2 separate regions of the Mus musculus genome follow, and region 1 is linked to region 2. Evidence: chromatin contacts called from public Hi-C data. All regions are on one chromosome and are shown on one strand. The core of a region is the stretch at or near the end of the contact, and the rest is flanking DNA. Distances in the headings are between cores, read along the strand shown. Region 1 has its middle 26 kb from the start of Trib1. Region 2 overlaps Nsmce2 (NSE2/MMS21 homolog, SMC5-SMC6 complex SUMO ligase).

Region 1 (7,583 bases), core at 2,215-4,714, 190 kb after region 2:
ATATCTAGTTTTAAAAGTTCTTTATACTGGATTTAAGCCCTCTATTGGATGTGTAGTTGGTAAAAATAGTTTCCCATTTTGTAGGCTGCCACTTTGTCCAAATGATGGTGTCTTTTGCTGTATAGAATCTTTTCAGTTTCGTGATGTTCCATTTATTAATTGTTAATCTTAGTGCCTGTGTGAATGGTGTTCTGTTCAGAAAGATTTTTTCTTTTTCTTTTTCTTTTCTTTTTCCCCTGTACCAAGGAATTCAAGGGTGTTCTCCACTTTCTCTTCTATAAGGTTCAGTTTTTATGTTGAGGTCTTTGATCCATTTGGAGTTGAGTTCTGTGCAGGGTGATAAGTATGGATCTATTTGGATTTTTCTAGTGGAGCCATCCAGTTTGACCAAAACGATTTGTTAAAGATGCTGTCTTTTTTTTCTTAGTGTGTTTATCTAGCTTCTTCATAAAAAAACAAAAACAAAAAATTCAGGTATCCATAGATGTTTGGATTTGTGTCTGAGTTTGTTTCCTTCCTTCCTTCCTTCCTTCCTTCCTTCCTTCCTTCCTTCCTTCCTTCCTTCCTTCCTTCCTCCCTCCCTCCCTCCCTCCCTCTCTCTCTCTCTCTCTTTCTTTTTTTTTTTTTAGAGTTAAAGACAGATCTTTATTTCAAACTCTGATCTACCACATTAACATTTCCCACCAACTCTGGGAGCAGAGACCTTCACAGGCTTCACAATCTTTTGTCTAGGTGCTGCCTCTGTGGGGGCCTTGGCAGCAGCCATTGCTGTCTTCTTTGATGCCTGCTTAACCTTTTTTGCTTCCTTGGCAGCCCATATAGCCTGCTCTCACAGGGCTTTCCTAACCTCTGGTTTCTGATTCCTCTTGGCCATTATATCAGCAAGAGATGCACCAGTAATGGCTCATTGGAATTTGATTGCACGGTGGGTTCTTTTCGTTTGAATTTCTTCCGACTGCCCTTTCTTGTGTTTTCTTCTGTAGAGGACAGTCCAGTTTATATGCCGAGGATTCCTTTTGGAAAGGAATGTAGACTCACATTTTGCATTAAGAAACTGGAAAGCCTTCCCGTCGGTCCTGGTGTAGCGCCGCCCGTGTCCCAGGTAGATCTTGTACCAGCTGAACAGCTCGACCTTCATGGTGATAGATGTCGGCCTGCTGGGGGGAAAGATGGAGAAGAGCCTGAGGTTTCAAATCAGTTCTATTAATCAAAATTTCTGTTTTTGTGGTAATACCCATGCTGTTTTTATCCCTATAGCTCTTACAATTTGAAGTAAGGAATGGCAATTCCTCCTGCATTTCTTTTATTATTCAGGGTTACTTTAGCTAGCATGTGTGTGTGTGTGTTTCCTTAGTAAGCTGGAAATTGTCCTTTCAAGATCTATGAAGGTCTTATGTTAGAATTTTGATGGGAATTGCTTTGGATCTGTAGATTGCTTTTGGGAAGACGCCCATTTTTTACTATATCAATCCTACTGATCCATGAGCATGGGAGATCTTTCCATCATCGTCTGATATCTTCTTCAATTTCTTTCTTCAGTGTCTTAAAGTTTTTTTTAAAGTTTATTTTATCATACCCCAAGATGTTTTATATTATTTGAGGCTATTGAGAAAGGTATTGTCTCCCTGATGTCTTTCTCAGTCTGCCCTTTGTAAGCCCCTTGTGGATCTGTCTCCAACACCGACAATATGCTTGGATACAAGGTACAGACGTCTGGAGGATCATAAGGACATATTTTAAAAACTCATTGTGGTGGTTGAATATAAACGCCCACGTAGGCTCATATATTGGAATACTTCATCATCAGAAAGTGGCACTATTTGAGAAAGATTAGGAAGTGTGGCCTTTTTGGAGTAGGTGTGGCCTTGTTGAAGTAGGTATGGCCTTGTTGAAGTAGGTGTGGCCTTGTTGAAGTAGGTGTGGCCTTGTTGAAGTAGGTGTGGCCTTGTTGAAGTAGGGGTGACCTTATTGGAAGAAGTGTTACTACTTCTTATCTCTAGTGAAATACAAGCAGTAATTAAAAGTTTCACAACAACAACAACAACAACAACAACAATAAGCCCAGGGTTAGATGGTTCTAATATAGAACCCTTCCAGACATTCAAAGAGTTAATGCCAATACTCCTCAAATTATTCCACAAAATAGAAACAGAAGGAACATCGCCAAATTCATTTTATGAAGCCACAATTACCCTGACACCCAAATCACATGAAGACCCAACAAAGAAGAGAATTATGGACAAATTTCCCCTGTGAGAACATTGATGTTTCTCAATAAAATACTTGCAAATCAAATCCAAGAACACATCAAAAAGATCATCCACCATGATTAAGTTGGGTTCATCCCAGAGATGCAGGGATGTTTCAACACACATAAATCAATAAATGCAATCCACCATACAAAGAGACTGAGAGACCAAAACCACATGGTCATCTCATTAGATGCAGAAAAGGCCTTTGACAAAATCCAACACCCCTTCATGATAAATGTCCCGGAGGGACAAGGGATACAAGAGACAAGGCAACATAGTAAAGGCAATTTAGAGCAAACCCATAGCCAGCATCAATTTAAATGGAGAGAAACTCAAAGCAGTTCCACTAAAACCAGGAGCAATCTTGTCTATTCTCTCTGTACCTATTCAATAAAGTACTTGCAGTCTTAGAGCAACAGGACAACTGAAGATCAAGGGGATGCAAATTGGAAAGGAAGGGTTCAAATTATCTTTTTTTTTCTTTTTTTGGGGGGAGTATGTACAAACACACACACACACACACACACACACACACACACACACACACACACATGTATATATAAGTGATCCTAAAAAATTCACCAGGAAACTTCTACAGCTTATAAACACTTTTGGTGAAGTAGCAGCGTACAAAAATTAACACACAAATCAGTACCCCTCCAGTATACAAAGGCTCATAGTGTTTTATCTCAGCAGTAGAAATTCCTAAGACAAAGCAAGGCTGGAAGATTCTGCCCACTGCTCCTGTGGTGGATATACTTGATGTGAGTGATGGGGGGAAAAAGCACCAGTCTTAGGGCTTCAAGCTGCATCTCCAGGCGCCCTTCCAGCTGCAAGGGTAGACTGGTGGGTGATTAAGTCACTGGCCTGGGTAGCAGGCGGGCTGGGCTCCTGGGGTGTTTGCAGGGATCTGTCCTGGGCTTGCGCAAAGAGCAGATTGAGAAAGAGTTTGGTAATGAGAGCTGCTTGCAGGGAACCCAGCCGGCGCTGAGCCAGGTATATAGCCGGTGGGGACTGCCTCACCCACGCTAGCGCATTTGAGCTCCCTTCAACGCTGCAGCAGCTTTTGTCCGGGCTCAGCGTGATGTGAGCCTCCATAGCCTCTGGGAGGGAAGCCCGGCACCCCCACGAGCTGCAAAATCCATCCCACTTTAAGAAGCAGGTGAGGGCTGTGGCCCTGTCAATCATTTCCAATTCTCCTCCCTCTTCAAGGTCTCCTCCCTGCAAGGAGGGCCAGTTCAATGTTGATTCTAACTGCTCTGACCGAGGGGTGGAGCTGTGCTGTTATGGCTCAAATTTCCATCACTAGTTATTTTTTACACTTAGGTGAGTGACTGCTGCCATCTAAGTGTGCTGACCTCCAACTGTGGGAACTTTTGCTCATAACTTCCTTTGTGCTGGACCACTATGCCTGCTCTTGCCCCCAACCCCAGTTTCCAAAACACCCTTGGATTTATTCTCACAGCAAGTCTCTCCATATAGAACTGGGATTCAGAGAGGCTGAGCGACTTACTCGTAGTTGCACAGCTAGTAAGTATCGGAGCCAGGATGTGAACTCAAGAGCCTGTGAGCAATAAGCAACCCTGTTGTCAGGCCATGCACAAAGGTTCTGCTGCGAGCCATGGAGAAGCAGAAGGTAATGAGGTATGGCGGCATCTAACATAACCCCGTATAATGAAGGCAGAGTAGAGGGGATGGTGAGGTTGAGATCATCAGTACTACTAAGTGGATCTCCAGGGAGCCTGGGTGGCAATTGTGAGGGTTCAAAGGGCAAAGGTGAGCACCCTGAAAACCCAAGGACTGAAGAGCTGGACCGTGTAGAATGGGATGAGCATCAGCAGAAGTTTCCATGTGGGCTTGATATGAACAGGAAACCTAGTGATAGTTATGTGCCCCAGTCCTGATGCTCTTTACTAGCATTGGCTCATATAGTCCATCCGGCAGACCCAGGCAACAGATATTGCTGTTATTTTTCATTTACACAGCTAGTAAATAATAGAGGCAATAGCATACCCAGGCTTCCAAAGGACAATTGGAGTTAGATTGCGATGTTATACTTTTGGGGACAGCTGGTGACATAGCAAGTGTAGCGCCGTGTCTGTGCAAGCGCCTGATAATCTCTCAAAAGTTATAGCAGGGATGTCAGGCCTGTGTCACCAGGCTGGATTCTGGCTAATTGCTCTTTATTTATTCCTTAAAAAGACTCATCAGTGCCTTCCTTGTGATTAGATGAGGGTTATGGATTTTGAGAAGCCAAGGCAGAGTGGCGAAGAGACATGCTTACTTTGCAGATATAAATTCACTCTTTGGCTTAGGTGAACTTGTCTTGCAGTTGACATTGCGTTCTTGCAAACTCATCTTCCTGATAAGGGGTAAGAGGGCTCAGTCCCCAAACACAAAACGGAATCACAGACATTTTCGGGCCTCATCTTGACTCTCTGTTGTGTTTTATAAAAAAGAAAAGGAGAATAAGGGATATGTTTGGTATGGAGGTACCAGCCACACACACCATGGTATAATATAGAATAGAACTCATTTAGGGCATAGGGAGGGAAAGGCAGAGAGAGAGAGAGAGAGAGAGAGAGAGAGAGAGAGAGAGAGAGAGAGAGAAGGAGGAGGAGGAGGAGGAAGAGGAGGAGGAGGAAGAGGAAGAGGAGGAGGAGGAGGAGGAAGAGGAGGAGGAGGAGGAGGAAGAGGAGGAGGAGGAGGAGGAGGAGGAGGGACCAGCCATGAACACATGGGGGCAAGAGGGGAGAAGAATGGGGAGAGAAGGGACAGAGAGGGAAAGAGGGTAAGGTCAAGAAAGAGAGACGGGGGCAAGCAACCCCTTTTATAATGAGTCATGTATACCTGGCTGTTGCCAAGTAACTGTGGGGTGGAGCCTAGAAGGAATGCCAACACTCTCCACCCTCAAACTAAAAAACTCTACAGTTTCTAGATGCTGGTAGTTCTTGAAGGGAACAATGCAGACATAGCCAGGACGCAGTGTGTATGGAGCCCACCCCAGACTTCCCCTTCCCGAGGCCACCCCATCTTCTCCAGGAAATCTTAGGATCAGAAGAGAGCAAATCAAGAATCTGCCCACCTGGGACCCCCAGCCTTTCTCTCTCTCCTTCCTTACGTGCTTATTAAGTTCCCAATGCATTCTGGGAGAGCCAGGAATTTCATCTGAATAGAACTGGGTTTGGGAAGGAGAGACCCATGTCACAAGCTTAGAGAGAAAGGTATATGGCTGGGATTTTGCAGCCCAGTGGAGGACAGGTTTCTCATTAGTGCTACGGGTAGCATGTCTGTCAAACACAACTGAGCAGGAGGTGCTAATAAAATAAACAGGGCAGTCCCTACCTGTGAGGGGACAGTAAAGCAGCATTTAACAAGAGCCATCTTCCCAGGTACCGTCAAATGCTGGGGACAAAGAGTGATGTTTCCCTTCCAGGTTCAGCCTGTTGGATAGAGGACGATTTGCTCTGTCTGCATCCAGCTGGCAGAGGACTAAGCCCAGCTTAACCAGAGCCTACGGTACAATGTACCAAGCCTAATAGTTAAATTCCTGACTTCCTTCTTATGGGGAGCTGAACTCTAGGAGTGGACAGGACAATGCTTTGCAACAAGTTTCAGATCTCCAGCTGGAAGCTTACAGCTGCAGGGAAGGTTACAGAAAATAAAAATAAAAGGTGGGTGGTGGTGGCACACGCCTTTGATCCCAGCACCTGGGAGTCAGAGGCAGGCAGATTTCTGAGTTTGAGGCCAGCCTGGTCTACAGAGTGAGTTCCAGGACAGCCAGGGCTATACAAAGAACCTGTCTCGGAGAAGAAGAAGAAGAAGAAGAAGAAGAAGAAGAAGAAGAAGAAGAAGAAGAAGAAGAAGAAGAAGAAGAAGAAGAAGAAGAAGAAGAAGAAGAAGATATCCTCTTTGAGAGTTTTGAAGAAGTTTATGGACATCTCTTGCTGTGTTTTTCTCATCCTTCCTTACGTAACAGTGCAAGCTATGGATACAGCAAAGACCACACATTTTTATGTGCTAGAGCTGTCTAACACACTCTGCAGGGATAGCCACACTAAGTATACAAGTTTTAAGCACAGAGCTTGGTTCATCCTTTGACTATATGTGAAGCCATGCACCCCATTAAAATAAGATGTGGAATGTTTCTCCCAAGTTCCTTCGTGTCTAATCCAAGTCATTACCATCCCCTACCCTAATGTAGTCACTCTTCTGATTTCTGACACAGAGATGTGTTTGCTCACTTTAAAATCAATAACTAGAACCCTGGGAGATGGCAGACTGTAACATGCTTAAGCAAGGAGATCTGAGTTCTGATCCTGGGAACCTGCATAAAAAGCTAGGCATGTCTTAGTCAGGGTTTCATTGCTGTGAAGGGACATCATGAACAAGGCAACTCTTAAAAGAAAAACATTTAACTGGTCCTGGCTTACAGTTTAAGAGGTCCAGTCCATTGTCATCATGACAGAAAGCATGGCAGCGTGCAGGCAGACGTGGTGCTGGAGGAGCCCAGAGTTCTATATCTTGATCTACAGGCAGCAGCAGGGGACTATCTTCTGCAGACAGCGATTCCACACTGGGCAGAGATTTGAGCACAGGAGACCTCAAAGCCCACCTAAACAGTGATGCACTTCCTGTAACAAGACCACACTACCAAGTGGGGCAGGGTTGGAGCAAGCAGAGTGGGGAAGGGGAAGAAGACCACACTATTCCAATAAAGCCTCACCTCCTAATTGTGCCACTTCTTAGAGCCAGACATTGAAACACACCGATCTATGGAAGCCAAACCTACTCAAACCACCCCAGCTTGGCAGTGCATGCTTGTAATTCCCATGCTGGGGAGACCAAAGCAGTAAGACCCTTAGGGATTGCTGGCTGGTCAGTCTAGCTGGCAAGCTCTCGGTTCAATGAGAGATGCTGTCTCAAAACCAAGGTGGTTCAGAGCACTGTTGCTCTTGCAGAAAGAGGACCTGTGTTCCGTTCCCAGCACCCATACTGCGGCTAGCAATCATTAGCATCTCCAATTCCAGGGAATCCAACTGCCTCTTTTGGCCTCTGCAGGGCATCAGGCATGCATGTGGCATACATACCTACACATGGGCAAACACATTAAAAAATATCTTTAAAAGTAAGGTGAGGAAGACACTAAACGTTGGCCACCTCTAGCCTTCACATGCAACCACACATATGTGTGCACACATGTGAACACACACACACACACACACACACACACACACACACACACACACACACACACACAAAGTAAAGTAAGATGGATAAACATAAAACATAGCCAGGTGTGGTAGTGTGGGTTCTTCATCTGAGGAGTGG
Region 2 (7,280 bases), core at 1,609-4,108:
GAAAGTTATTATAAATTACTGCTAGTCCTCAGGGCCTTGAGATTTTGAAAGTTACATACACAGTTACTACAGGTAACTACACATTTAGAAAGAATGAGTTTCAAGTAAAATGTTTTGCAGGCTTAAAGTGTGGTATATTCCTTTTCATCCACATGTTTTTTTAAGCACCTGTGCTATTGCCAAGGCCTAACCTAGATAACTACATAGGAATTAAAGAATCCACTCAAGTGAGTTTTAGGAGTTTCTACCGTTTCTGTCACCTAAGTACTTTAGATGGTTGTTCCTTTGAGTCATGGGTTTCAAAAGATCCTGCTTACCCTTGCAAAGCTTCTTCCAAATACTGAACTACCATGAATAACTGACATCCTGCTTGTCTAAAGATGAATATTTTCCTTGGAACATGACTCTCCAGTGAGGCTGCTTGTGTGACTGTTGCTGTGTCCAGTCCTGTCATCACAGCCGTGCCAGACCCTTTGGCTGTTCTACACACTTGTTCTACATGGTTGCAGTTTCTCTCTCCTCTTGGGTGTGCTGACCAGCTCTTGCCCACTTCGTTGTCTTTATAGTAGAGCACTGCACTAGGAAGGAAGATAAGGAACACTCGTCCTGCGTCTTGGGAATTTTGGCCTTTAGAGCAGGGGTCTCCATGCTTTTTTCATTGTTCACTGCATATTAATTGCATTTTGTTGGTTTGTCTGTATATATGCTGTAAGTAATTTCAGCATTTACATTGGTAATGAAACCTTTTTTCTTTCCTAGATAAAAGTTAATTATAAAAAGTAGTCATATGGTTTTGTGTATATTCTAAGGTGTATGCAACGTACTTTAAATACCTCTGCTGGGAAAGTTAACATTATTTTTCCTGAGTGAAATCTAGAGATGGTCCTAGGAATTCCAGGGATGAGTAGATTTAGTTAAGGAATTGCTCTAGTATCTGTTCCTCCATCTTCCCAATTCATTTGCTACCCAAGCACAAAAGTCCTATGTGTGTTGGGAATCGAAATAGTATATTCTGAAAATAGGGGTTTTTAAAGAACATTTGGTAGATTTTTATTTTTACAAGATGAAAAGTCCTAGAGAAATGTTTTTATAATAATGTGAATGTATTTAATACCAATTGTGTCAGCTTTCTGATTTAATAACCCAGTATCGGAGACAATCAACCTTTGATAAGTTTATTTTAGTTCTTGGTTTCAGAGGCCTCAGTCCATGGTCACTTGACACTTTCTATTGTTGCAGGATTTTCCCTGTCCAATCACATTAGGACAGTGGGGGGCCTGTGATTGGACAGGAAAAGGGAGGCGGAGCTAGGAGTTGGGGAGACAGAGAGGTCGCAGAAGACAGAGGTCGAAGGAGGAGGAGGAGAAGCCAACATGGAGGCAGATAGTCAGGAAGAAGATCCCGATCCCATGTGGTTTTAAACAGCAACTAGTAGCTAAGATTTTCACAAGGTTAGAATAATTGGGGTAAAACTTTTATCATTATCAATTGGCTCTGAAATTATTGTATTGGCATCTTGTAAATTGTGATCTTATTGTTATATAAATCTACTTGGATAATTAAGCTTTAAGAGTGATGTTTCTACTGGATAATTAGGTGTTGAGATGGCTTTTCATAGGGTGTGTGGGGTGTTGCATGGAAGTGTGAGGAACTTGTGGGGGACATCTTAGAGATGGCCCAGTGGGAACCCTGTGGCCCTGTGGGGCGAAGAGTTGACTGCCAAGAGACTGAGCAAGTGAGATCACCTGACATGGGGGTTAGCCCTAGAGAGTTGGTAGCGGCAGGCAGGAGCATAGCCTGGCCTGGCTGAGAATTGGCGTGTTCATTTTATAATATTTCCCTCAACAATCTATTGCTTTGGGCCAAATGGTAACACAGTATACTATGACTGAAACACATAGAAGGAGGCGAATTTACCTTATGGCAGCCAGGGGGCAAAGAGATAGATGGGAATGGGCTCAGATCCCCTTTAAGGGTACTCTCCTAGCCCCCAGATGACAGATTTGGGGCTAGATTTCCTCCACTAGATTCCACATTAGAAACATTAGACCTCACTGCAGCATCACACACTAGGCAAGCTTTTGCATTATTGGCCTGTGAGGGACACTTAGAATTGGAACTGTAGCACTAATGAATGAAGGCTAAGATGGATTGCTGGTGGCTCTCCTGTCTTGCTGCCAGCCTGCTGCCCTGTCTAGTGTAGGGAGTACACTTTTCTTTCTGTTGCAAAAACAATAAGGGCATCAAGATGATAAATTTTATGTTATGTGGAATTTTTTTCTTCTAACATAAAGACAATCAGATCTTACTTACTCATTGCCTGTAACTAATTTATTTTAAAACCTGAGCCACATAACCAGACTGTCACTGTCTGTGATCCTGTGTAAAGATTCCATGTCGTACCTGTCCTTCTAATTTTCTACTGCTTTGCTAAGTCCTTTAGGCACTTTAGTCTGTTACACCGCCACAACCAGAGAATGGAGTTTTGATTTGTAATACAAACCAAGTAAAACCTATGACTAGCAGTCTCTGGAGCTCCTTCAGTGGTACAGACTTGAAGAGGGGCCTTTAATGATGCCCTGCCTGCCATGTTGCTGTCTGGGATCCAGGAAGGCAGGTAGACAGCAGTCTGAATTGCATTTGGTATTTCCTGTGTTCCAATGCCTGGATGTAAATGAGAGATGAGCATTTCAATTTGGATGATCTGGCTGGGTTCCTAAGCCGAATGGCTGCGCATATACCATAAACACCGTGAAGAAGCAACCATGGAAACACTTGTTTTCTTGTTGAGCTAAATTTACTCTGGGTTGAATATTAACACAGCTCCTGGCAGGACTTTAAAAGCAAAAATAGCTTAAGCGTGATTCACTCTGAGTCACTGCTGGTGCTGAGCTGCCTGGTGCTTGACATTGAACAAGTTGGCAGCCTGCATTGCTACATTTTTTCTAGGAACTCTGAACACATTTCATTCTTGTGAATTTGCTTGTGCAATGATATTAAATAGAGTAATATGTTTACTTTGTTTCTAAGTCAAATGAATTTGAGAATGGCGAAACTAAAGTATTTTTCTTGGGCTTTCTGGAAAAGCAAGCTTCTCAGAATTCTGTGGTTTCTTTAACAGTTTATTTTATAGGAGATTAGTAAAATATGGAAATTTTAGATTAGATACTGGGGCTTCTGGAAGTTTTGTTAAAAAGTCTAGTAGTACTATTAAGCAGGATTCATTAATCTTCTGTCCTTACCAGACAAGGTGATTGTGCCATTCACAAAGCTCTTTCCTTTTCTTTCTTACCAGGGGAGGGAGGGAGGGAGGCAGGCGGTACTGCAGCCTGCTGTACACTCAGCTAGGCGGTTAACTTAGGAAATACTTTTCTTATTTGAGATTATATAATGGGAAGTTCATGGGTTTTGAAAGGCAGACCAGACCCACCCAGGGGATCTCTGTTGGCTCTTTAAAGGCCTCCCTCACATGCCTTTCCCTGAGTCAACCCAAGTGGCTGCTAAATCGTGAGTAGCCTGTTGGCTGACTGTGGGAAAACCTAGGACAGAGCAACTCGCCTCATCCATGATCAGCTAGGGCTGAGTCTAGAACGCTATATGAGAATGGTTTTCCCTTGATGTTGCAATTTCTATTTTAACATGTTTTTGTTTAGCTTTTGGAGTTGCCCAACAGTGTAATTTCAATTGAGGTTTAGTTTCAGCTCTTCCAATTTTTTTTTTCTAATTTAAAGACACTATCATTTTGTCTTAGAACTTCAATGACTTATATAAAAAATGGTTTTCCTATGATAGTCTTAAAACCAAAAGGAGCCTAGCCTAATTTTTGATAGTATTTTGAAATTATTTTACCATAAAATTGTACATTAGAAGATGCAACTCTGGTAGAGAATTTCAACATAGTTGCATAAATTGTGTTTCATATTACAACTTGTTCTCTGCTTGACTTCACTGAAATTAATAAAAGAACCCTTTCAGAAGGATCTGGTGAGTTAGCTTTGGTTTTTTTTTTTTTTTTAAAGAACTTACTCATAGTGTATCCTGTGTTGCTAAGTTTTCAAAGTTACCCATTTCAACCACACCCAAACCCTTTCAGAGGCTTGAAATCTCTTTACTCAGATGTCTTCCCAGTAAAGATTGGGGATCTCTGTGAGTTCCAGGAGATGCGTGAGGACTGTGTAAGAGCTAATGCTTGGTGATGGAGCTGCTGCTGAGTCTTGGATACAACACACAGTTCCTTATTCTGCAGTCAGAGATCCCTTACAGCTTTCTGACTCCGGCCTTGTGGCTGCTGGGAATATCCCTGAGGTGTTTTGTCTCAAAAGGATCCATGCCTTGGAGCTAGAGAAGGGAGAATGGGTTTTTACCATAGCATTCTCCTGGCCCACGGTTGTGCATATTCTGCTGATAGCTGTGTTTTGGAGGCAGGTGAATTTTTGGCATGTCCTTAAAGTAAGTACTACAGGGTTTAGGTAAATCAGCCCTTTCAGATTGTAAACTAAAAGGTTATTAGCCTAGCTGAGTCTCAGCATAACCCGATAGTACTCTGTTACTGCAGATCAGACACACCCCTGTCCCTCTGCCCCCAAGTACCCACCGCGTGTGTGTGTGTGTGTGTGTGTGTGTGTGTGTGTGTGTGTGTGTGTGTGTGTGTGTGGTGTAGAAAAGGTCTTAGGTGTAAGAGTTCAGGCAAGATCCCTATAAGAAAGAACTTGTATACTCATTAAATCTGGGTTTTACAGACTGGGTAACTGTTAAATTTATTTGGTCAGTGCAGTTTCATTTTTCTGCTTCTGTTCATTTGTGTAGTAGCCATTTATTGAACCTTACTATGCCAGAAATTAGGATATTTTTTAAAAGTCGGTGCATTAACTTAGAGGCAGTCAAGCAAATTATTAAATTATCTATGTTTTAAAGGGCCGGTGACAACCATGTCATAATTTTGTTCTAGTAACTATTTTCAAATGTTTCTAATTTTCAAAAAAAAATATGCAGGCATATAGTAACTTTTTGGATAGGATTTTAGATTCTACAATGTGGGATGACTAAGTCAATCTAATTGACATGCTTAGCACTTCATCTACTTTCTAATGGTGAAAACATCCAAAATCTACTTATAAACTTGGATTATGCGTCCTTATCCCATTCTGCCATCACTCTTGGACAATGCACACACTTTTGGTAAATTGTAGTCTTGACTACCTTGAAGTCAGCTTTTTTAGATCTTACACAGAAGTGAATCTGCTCTCTTTATCTTTCAGTACTGATTTAAATGTCCTCCAGGCTCATCCATGTTGCTGCAAATGACAGACCTTTCTCTCTCTCTCTCTCTCTCTCTCTCTCTCTCTCTCTCTCTCTCTCTCTCTCTCCCTCTCCCTCCCCCTCCCCCTCCCCCTCCCCCTCCCCCTCTCTCCCCCTCTCCCTCTCCCTCTCCCTCTCCGTGTGTGTGTGTGTGTGTGTGTGTGTGTGTGTGTGTGTGTGTGTGTGACACAGAGAGATAGAGAGAGCGCACATCTATTGGAAGATATGCTGGCTATGCAGATAGTGTTGTATTGGACCTGGGAGAACAGCTGACCTTGATTTTTATACACAGAGGTGAGATTGCTGGATCATATATGGTAGTTCTACCTTTGGGCCTGTTTTATTTTTAGGAAGCTCCATACTAGCTTCTGTAATGACTGTACAAGTTCTCACTCCTATGAACAGTGTGCAAGAGTATCCTTTGCCCCACATGCTCACGAATACTGGCTACTTTTTCCCTTTGATAATGACTCCTTTAAGTGGAGCAAGGTGATATCCTCTTGTGATTTGCATTTGCATTTCTGTCGTGGTATTTTCATATATTTCTTGCTCATTCCTGTATCTTATGAGAAACACTGGTTTGAGTCTTTTGTCTATTTGTTATTGAAGGTAAAAACCTTCATTATAAATGATTCAATTGGTGAAGTGTATTTGCACCATTTTTTTCTATGTGTTACTGGTGTTTGGCCTACATGTGTTTGTGTACTACTGGAGTGTCTGATATACACAAAGTTCAGAGGAGAGCTTCTCCAGAAGAGCTGGAGTCTTTGAAACTGGAGATACAGATGGTTGTGAGCTGCCATGTAGGTTCAAGAAATCAAACGTGGGTCCTCTGGAAGAACAGCTAACGCTCTTTACCATTGAGCCATCTCTGCTGGCCCATGTTTACATAGTTAATGCTAAAATGCTATGACTAGGGACACACAGACGTCACTCCTACCCCAGCCCTTACTGACTACCACCCCAACCCCATTATAAAAAGTAATTATTTTTAATATTGAAATTACTTTAAAAGTACTTTTTAACATATACTATTGTTCAGCTTAATGAGTTTTCTTGTTCTTCTTCCAGGCAAAGGGCATAGCCATTTACCTTTCTTATACCCAGTCCCTTCTACTGTCTAGCCTTCCTCTAGCCCCCTTTTTTCTTAGTTTCCCTTGTAAGTCTCTCTTTTCCTTCTGTAACTCTAGTGATCACTGTACCATCATACAAGATTGAATTCCTGGTTTTCATAAGTGAGTCATAAGGTGGTATTTGTCTTTCTGTGTCCTTGTTTCATTCAGCCTACTAAAGATCTACCCACATTGTGCAAATGACAGGGTTTTATTTGTTTCACAGTTAGGAATTATTCCACTGTTGTTTCCTGGTACTAAGAAGTGAACCCAGGGCTTTACCCATGCATTGTAAGTGTTCTCCACTGAGCTATGCCCTCAGCCTCCCTTTTACAATTTTATTTTATTTTTCATTCTACTAACTTACTTAATTACTTACAGACAGGGTCTCTCTACATGATTCCTGGCTGTCCTGGAATTCACAATGTATGTAGACCAGGCTGGTCTTGAACTCACAGAGTTCTGCCTGCCTCTCCCTCCCTGGTGCTGGGATTAAAGGGAAGTAAAACAGAGTAGCTCCATCCAGAGAGGTAGTGTGGTTCACCTCACAGGCAGCATGTCTTTAGCAGGCTGTATCTGTTGATCCTGTGGTGAGTCTGAGAATTTGATATTCTTACATTTTTTCCTCCAAACCTGAAGTCAGGCTTTATTACACATTGGGCTTTGTCACTTGAAGAGGCTCAGAGGCCAGTTTCAGGAAGCAAATTAGCCAAAAGAAAGGTTTGCTTCCATGAACAGCAATGGTCTTCTGTCCACTGTTTCATTATTTTAAGTTCTCTAAGAACTTCTTTCCGTCCTGAGCCTCTCACCTCCATCCCAGCCACTCTGGTAGTGAGCACCACTGACCAGCTATTGAGAGTCTTCCTTAGC

What was found. A called contact is a pair of places that touch in the nucleus more often than the background predicts.
Region 1: a Hi-C map of liver shows a contact between it and region 2, with 1.8 times the contacts expected there. The contact joins two enhancer-like sites. A contact is called at or near these places in 1 of 15 datasets of contacts at CTCF or cohesin (the NIH/3T3 cell line), 2 of 484 Hi-C or Micro-C datasets (liver and muscle stem cells) and 3 of 115 datasets of contacts at active chromatin or transcription factors (pancreatic cancer cells and regulatory T cells).

The regions. Positions count from the first base shown.
Region 1 is chr15:59,670,952-59,678,534 of GRCm38.p6, forward strand. It overlaps the pseudogene Gm20150. Among named protein-coding and RNA genes, the nearest start is that of Trib1, 26 kb to the left of the region's middle. Within about 2 kb of position 3,465, at least 65 of the 459 cell types and tissues checked have an H3K27ac peak or open chromatin away from gene starts, as enhancers often do. A contact at or near this core is called in liver, where this site is marked.
Region 2 is chr15:59,477,898-59,485,177 of GRCm38.p6, forward strand. The region is part of intron 4 of Nsmce2 (NSE2/MMS21 homolog, SMC5-SMC6 complex SUMO ligase); the gene reads left to right. Among named protein-coding and RNA genes, the nearest start is that of Nsmce2, 110 kb to the left of the region's middle. Within about 2 kb of position 2,859, at least 228 of the 459 cell types and tissues checked have an H3K27ac peak or open chromatin away from gene starts, as enhancers often do. A contact at or near this core is called in liver, where this site is marked.